2 separate regions of the Xenopus tropicalis genome follow, and region 2 is linked to region 1. Evidence: chromatin contacts called from public Hi-C data. All regions are on one chromosome and are shown on one strand. Each heading gives the region's core, a stretch centred on a gene start, on an enhancer-like site or on the middle of the called end of the contact. The rest is flanking DNA. Distances are from core to core; before and after follow the strand shown.

Region 1 (3,719 bases), core at 677-3,176:
AGTAAGGCTGCAACATCTCCTTAATAACTTAGATTTGCTTCTCCTCCTGTAACCCACTCGGCTCCCTCCCTCAGGAATTTGCTTTGGCTATTGGCTTGTGGGCATGCTCAATTGTTCTAAACTCAGATTACTAAAAATGCCCCCCAGTCTAGCAGCCAGTAAAGAGATGGCATTGCTGGTTCCCATAGAAACTCAGCTCTAGCTGTCTGCTTCAGTTTTTTTTCTCCCCACCAACTCTCCTGAGCTCAGCTCAAACAAAGCAGAACTTTTATCAAAGACAGTTCTGCCTGTGTGAGCCTGTATTCTTGATGAAATGTATGCTGAATAAGGGTCTGTGTGTGTGTGTATGCTGTTTGCAGATTTAAATGTATCCAATTATCAGAGAAAAATGGCCACCAGGTGAAAGCTGCTACTTGGTTTAGGAAAATGTGATGGTGCTGGAAAGTGGAGGTGATGGTGCTGGAAAGTAGAGGGGATATATGCAGTATAAATAATGCCATTTGGGTGGGGGAGGCGTGCCCAACTGATATACATTGTAGGCAAATGTAGGCTTTACCTGTCCTTTAATGTCTCTCCTGTATTGAATGTGCTAGAAAACAAAGTTAAAGCTAAGAGTAGGCTACCTTAGATCCTAAGCAGATGCATTAAGCTTAGATCCTAAGCAGATGCATTAAGCTCTTATCCTAAGAACATTCACTATATTTTCCGGCAAAGCCCTGTTAAAATCCCTTCACAAGTTTCTCAAAATTCAGCCCCTTTCATCTTAACTGTACTGGGGCTCATCTCAACCTAGAATCAGCGCTGCCAAACTACAACTACCAGTTAACAGAGGAGGGCCTGCAACACCAAGATGTCCTCCTATATTACCAGGTGGCATGGTGGTGGGGATCCCGATCTGAAAATAACCCAGATACCACACTAGAATGCAACTGAAAATGTATTATCAACCTAATTTGTGTACGGTTTTCAGATTCACTGTGTCCAATAACCTTGAATTTATTAAAAAAAGAAGAAAATGCTATATGGTTGTCAGGATCACTGATCATGGCAACCAAAAAAAATAGATAAACTGTAATTATTGCCTGGTAAATAGGGTAATTAAGACCTTGCTACCAAAGGGCAGTTAAAAGCCCAAACAAGAAGCTTGCAGAACAAAAAATAAGAATGCAATAGCAACATCCTCTAAGGCGTGGACACCCAAGTCAAGATCTGCACATACACATTCAACTAAGGCCATCTGTCACAGCACAGTAGCAGACATTCACTAAGGTATTAAGTATATTAATACCCCTCATGCCAAAGATGCAACAGATCCTCTTTAGGAACCAATCAGCAGCTAAGCTGACCTGATAGGGAACTGAAGCCTGTCTTTGCTTGTATGAATGCAAGGCTGTGGATTGGCTCTCCCCCTCCTGCTGTGCTTCTGGCAGGGACTGTTAGGACACGCCCACTCTTCATTTGAAACACTGACACAAACAGGATTTCCAATAAAGGGGCCATTTTTACAGACAGGATTAATTTTTAGCCCAAATTAAACCAGCACCATATATTATTCATAATTGCCTACAACATAAGGTTTTTTTTACCATTTATCAAATATGTCTCCTTTAAGGCAGAAGACCTTACTGCAGCACATGATCTGTATATAACAGACAAACCTTCATGTATCTTCCAAAGGATCACACTCAGTCTAAATTCCTCTGCTGAAGTACTCGTATCTAATGTAGTTCTATACCTGATAACTCACGTCACAGAAAATGTATGACTGTATTCATTTAGTGACCGCATCCTGTCAAACTATTAAACAGTGCAGAAGGCTGGAGCTCAGCGCATGTTTGTGACACAAAGAGCTCTCTATAGGCAGAAATAAAAGCAGTTTTCATTACACTGTGGAGCAATCTATTCGCTTGTTGCCTGAATGATGACTCTGCATTTTTCTACTTGGCGATTGTGCAAGGAAAACAGTGGAAAGGAGGGAGGGAGGGAGCCAGTCCCAGCTCTGCAATCCCCTAATAGCTACTATTTTCATAAATAAATAACCATGAACTTGGCTTTCTAACATTTTTAAACCAGAGCTCAACAACCAACGGTCACCAGCATTTCATAAAAGCTCTATGCTCTTTCTGCATGCTATATATATATATTTCCTAAAAGGCACAGCAGTTTTACTGTATGTTGTTTTTGTGTGTGAGTGAATGGCATGACTTCTGTAAATGAATATATGGGTGGGTCAAACTAAAGCTGTGTTATAGGCCAGACACAAGAAAAAAATATGCGGCACAGAATCTCGAAATGTCCTTGAGATTTAATATTTCTCCAGATCTATTTTTATGCATTTTTCCTTGGGGCTATAAAGATGCTATACTTGTATGTGGTTTAGTCCAACAACAGCTGGAGGGGTCTGTACTTTGAATTTACATGATGTCTATGGACCACTCTAATCATATTTATTATCCAATTTCTAACTCATTGGTGCCTGAAAATAGAAAATCACTAAATCAAAGCAACAAATCTCATACAAGCTTTTTAAAATAAAAGAAGCAAATTTTTGCATTACAACAGTAAACTTTCAGAACTGTATACCTCAGTACCAACTTTATATGATGCCGTAATACTCAGAAATTTGAAGCTGCTTCATTAACTATAAGATGTGCCCACTTGAATCAGGCAGATGGGGAAAGGCAAAGGGGACATAATGCTTTCCCTAAAAACAACATTTTTCAGACCCCCCCGCTCTAAAGAGCTGGTATCATAAACATAGTTTTAGATACAAAAAGATTCTCAGTAAGAATCGTCCTTAATAACATCAGTTACCTGATTATCTAGCCTGGTTTGTTCATCAGTTCCCTTCTGTTTGTCAATATAATAGTGTAATCAGTTCCAAATCAAAATGAAAAAAAAATAAAAACAATTTAGCACCACCCACTGTGGAAAAAGCAGAATTAAAGATTACAATGAAAAGTAACCTTTAACAGTCTGCATTCAAATAAGCTATTCCATGTGGCACTTGTGGAAACAAAATAGAAATCCCATAGGTTAAAAATTCTGCACTGAATTATTCACAAAAAGCAGATTGTCACCAGGAGCAACCAAGCTAACCTATGAGGTTTCTATTTTGCTCCCAAAAATGCCATGTGGAATAGTTTCTTTTAACTAAGTCAAAGGTTTATTTTTATTATAATCTTTCATTCTGCTTTTGCACTAATTATCCTTAGTAACATAGTGGGGTGGTGCCATTTTTACATTTGTTAAAGGCATTGTTCACCTTCAATGTTCAAATCTTTTAAACCATTAACAATGCTATCAGAGTGTCAGAAAATACGAAAAATAATAATAAGTAAAAAGGCCACTATAAAATCTACTTTTTATACCCGTCAGTCAGTCCGTCTCTTGTCTCTCTGATCAGTTTTCTGAAAGGAAGGGAGTGGCCTATTTTGAACCTGACACATTGAGAACTTCCTATATGCTTACATCATCATAGTTGTTCCCTTCTTAAGTCGTACAATTAGTTCTGAACTTGAGCTCAGACAAATCACTTATTCAAGCAACAAATCCATTTTATTTTCACAGAAACACATGTATTTTGTATAATAAATGAGAATAATTTAAAAGAGAAAATTGCCCTTACATAATGGAAAATATTTAGCAAATTCTTGTCAGGAGTAGCTGCTCATACAACACAGTTAGCAGGCTCAATTTAGTCTGTAGAGGTTTCACCA
Region 2 (3,719 bases), core at 409-2,908, 100 kb after region 1:
GTCCAGGTCGTGGCACCCTTTAAACAACTTTAAAATCAGTTTTCTGGCCAGAAATGGCTTTTCTAGGTTTTAAAGTTCGCCTTCCCTATGGGGTTCGCAAAGTTCGCGAATATTCGCAATTTTCGGCGGAAGTTCGCGAACAGGTTCGCGAACTTTTTTTTTGAGGTTCGCTACATCCCTAGTAGTCATTGTCATTTAAGACACACACCCATTGGAGGCACAGTGGCACCTCTAATACAACTATATCAGTACCGATGCAACTGGTGGCAGTTTCAACTCTAACCTGGCTTAATATACATGTTTAATATATAAACACACAAATATTCACATAGAGAACAGAGTGAATTTTTGGTTTTGTTCATTTTGAGCTAGCACTTCTTGTTCACTGTAGAACCTCTGTTGTACGCCAGAACCTAGCAGCTTAAAAAAAAGTCCTATAAGGAAAGTGCAAGCTGAGAGCAGTGCAGGTGTGCTGTGGCTGCAGAGCAGCTGTGCTATAGCAGTACAATGAGTGCCTTACATTAGAACTAACAGTCATGCTCAGGGTGACCACATCAAAGCTCCATGCTCAGCCACAGTTGCACAGCCCTTTCCAATAAAGTGTTCATGCTATCCTGTCTTTTGAAGCTCACACACCGAAAAGTTGTAATGCCATTTCTGATACTTTACCACAGGTGACATTGGAATATTGGTGTGGTTGTGAGTCTGTGCTATGTATCTGTGTACAGAAAGTTCATATATATATATAAGAAGAGAGGGTTTGGGTTTAGAGATTTTCCGTCGGTCAGTGAATGTTACATATAAAACAGTACAAATAACAATATTGCCATCTTGGCAGCATGTACTTCATGGGAGTGCACACCCATCAATTGGTCATTTTTAAAAAAAATGTATTTCTATGTGTTTTGCTTTCCACTCGGAAGGTTTCCAAGTGTAAATAGCATGAAGAGCGACATTATGTAAAAGTACAGAATAAGTACAGCATAAGGCCAGTCCCTGAGCCTACTTAAGAGAAGGCTTATTATAAACATCTGTTAATTGCACAGTTACAGATGCAATACACCCCAGAAGACTGAATGATGCTGGGAATGAAGTTGAAGTCAGTGGCATAAGTTGAAGTTGCTAGGCTGCACGATTATTTAAATTTTATTAATACATTTTCTACTCTTTAGGAAAAAGGCATTTTGGTAAACATATTTTGAAATTTTATTAATGTGTAACTGGGCCTCCTACAACTCTTGGGGCCACCAGCAGTCACAAGGTCTGATTCCTTTTCAATTACACCCCTGATTGATTGCTGGGACAATACTGCACAATGTGCCACCTGATGTGACTGCCCAATAATGCCTCCTTCACCCTTCGGCTTACCTTTTCTTCAACAAGGTTCAAGGACCACATGGTTGGCTCAGACAGCACAGTTGCCAAAAGCCAAAAGCCTGTATTGCTGTAGCAATTTTATCTGCTGAAAGAAACAGATTATAGTTTGAGTGGTCCCGAACTGCAGCCAAAATATTGCCTGCCATCATGGCAATACGTAACTGCTGGTACTATGAGCAAATAGCATTTCCTGTGGTTTTCTAAAACTGCAATAAAAGCTGGTGCTTGTGTATTACCCCATAAATCATATTGCGGTCTGGTGACAGGTACATCCCTCAGGATACCACACTGGTTCCAAATGACTTCCTTTAAGTACTGTGTATTGACTCTCTGCACATTATCTTTTGTGGAATGTATCACTGACTACAAAATAATGAGCAAACATTATCAGCAATAATTTTGAATCAAAACATATATGTTTCAGTTTAAACATGGCAAAAATATAATTTAGGCCACATGCCTACTGTCTTTGTACAGCCATTCCAACCACACAAGTTACTGAAGAAAGGGCATTCTATCCACATGCACATTCTACAGTAAGCTGGTTTAGCATTTTCATCCACATATGATCTTATTAAAGGAGAAGGAAAGTCATTTTGGCATTTTACTGCCAATAGATTCACCACATTAGTGCCACCTAGAACAATATATTTATTCTGCCGAAAGCATTACCATACCTGAGTAAAGAGCCCTGGAAGCTTTCTCAGTTTGCACAGCAGCTGCCATTTTAAATAGCTTCCTGTTTGCAGTCTAGCTGTTATAGCTCAGATCACACATTCCTAAGGGAGGAGGGAGGGTGTTCTTAGCATTCTTATGGGAAGGGGGAGCAGGAGAGGGGAAAGAGTAGAGAGCTGTGCAGACTCTGGCCCAGGGAATTTAGGGTTTTTCTGAGAGAGGAAGTCTGATACCAAAGAACATGTTTATAAAAACAGAGACAAGAAATCCTGTTGTTAGGATCTGCTGGGGTTTGATCCCAAGACCTCCTGGTTGTTGGCTGCTCTCCCCAACCACTGAGCCAGGAGAGCAGCCAGCAAGAGGTTATTGCCTTGTGTTTCCTTTCACCTGTGTCCTGGGCTTGGTAACATCACCCCAGCAGCCTTATTGGCTAGGTGGGGTCAGCCAATCAGGGCTGACTCTGCCCTATTTAAGCCCAGCCCTCCTTATTTTAATCTATTCTACTGTACTATTAATCTATTCTACTGTACAGCGCTGCGTACATAAGTAGCGCTTTATAATAAAGATATACATACATACATATTCACGGTGCCTGAACATTGGTTTACATTAAGCACTTTGGTCTGAAAATTCTGTTACGAGTAGGAGATGGGAAGGTGAGTCCTTGAGGCAGGGGCTGTTACAGGACGGAGCAGGCATAGAGAGGCTGGAGCGAGCATAGACTAGACAGGACGGGACGGAGCGGGCGTAGACTAGACAGGACGGGATGGAGCGGGCATAGACAAGGCAGGCGGGATGGAGCGGGTGTAGACTAGACTGGACGGAGCAGGCGTAGACTAGACAGGATGGGACGGAGCAGGAGTAGACTAGACAGGACGGGAAGGAGTGGGCGTAGACTAGACAGGATGGGACGGAGCAGGCGTAGACTAGACAGGATGGGACGGAGCGGGCGTAGACTAGACAGGATGGGACGGGGCGGGCATAGACTAGACAGGATGGGACGGAGCAGGCGTAGACTAGACAGGGTGGAGCGGGTGTAGACTAGACAGGACGGATCGGCCGTAGACTAGACAGGATGGGACAGAGCTGGCGTACACTAGACAGGACGCTCTGTTCCCGTCCTGTCATGTCTAGTCTATGCCTGATCCATCCCATCCTGTCTAGTCTATGCCCGCTCCGTCCTGTCCTGTTTTTTTATGACCAATAATGTATGTAGGTACAGAAAATCATTAAGGATGTTGCACCTCTAAATTTCAGAAACTCAATTGCCATGTGCTCCATTGCTGGCTTACAGACAACTTTAACAAATCTTAGTATCAAACTTGGGCCATTTTAATTCAAAGATGAATTCCAAAACTGCGGTGTCCATTTCCTCAAGCATAAAAGGTTGACTTTTTATATGGCCCAAAAATCTCTGGCTACTAATCTCTTAAAATCACATTAAAATTAACATTTTGTCAGAGATTTATTCTGAGATAAATAGGACTTTTTGTACAGAACATCCTGTGCTAATACAGTTTAATGAACACTTAAAGAATAAAATACAGGTATGGGACTTATTATCCAGAATGCTCGGACCCTGGGGTTTTCCAGATAAAGGATCATTCTGTAATTTGGATCTTCATACTTTGTCTACTAAAAAATTACTTAAAGAGGGAATCTGTCAC

Evidence for each region. Hi-C and Micro-C count contacts between places; a contact is called where the count stands out from the background.
Region 2: a Hi-C map of liver shows a contact between it and region 1, with 3 times the contacts expected there. The contact joins two enhancer-like sites. A contact is called at or near these places in 2 of 5 Hi-C or Micro-C datasets (brain and liver).

What each region holds. Positions count from the first base shown.
Region 1 is chr4:96,050,640-96,054,358 of UCB_Xtro_10.0, forward strand. All of the region lies in intron 2 of faf1 (FAS-associated factor 1), which reads right to left. Among named protein-coding and RNA genes, the nearest start is that of faf1, 16 kb to the right of the region's middle. Within about 2 kb of position 1,927, at least 5 of the 11 cell types and tissues checked have an H3K27ac peak or open chromatin away from gene starts, as enhancers often do. A contact at or near this core is called in liver, where this site is marked.
Region 2 is chr4:96,152,188-96,155,906 of UCB_Xtro_10.0, forward strand. No RefSeq gene overlaps it. Among named protein-coding and RNA genes, the nearest start is that of rnf11, 18 kb to the right of the region's middle. Within about 2 kb of position 1,659, at least 2 of the 11 cell types and tissues checked have an H3K27ac peak or open chromatin away from gene starts, as enhancers often do. A contact at or near this core is called in liver, where this site is marked.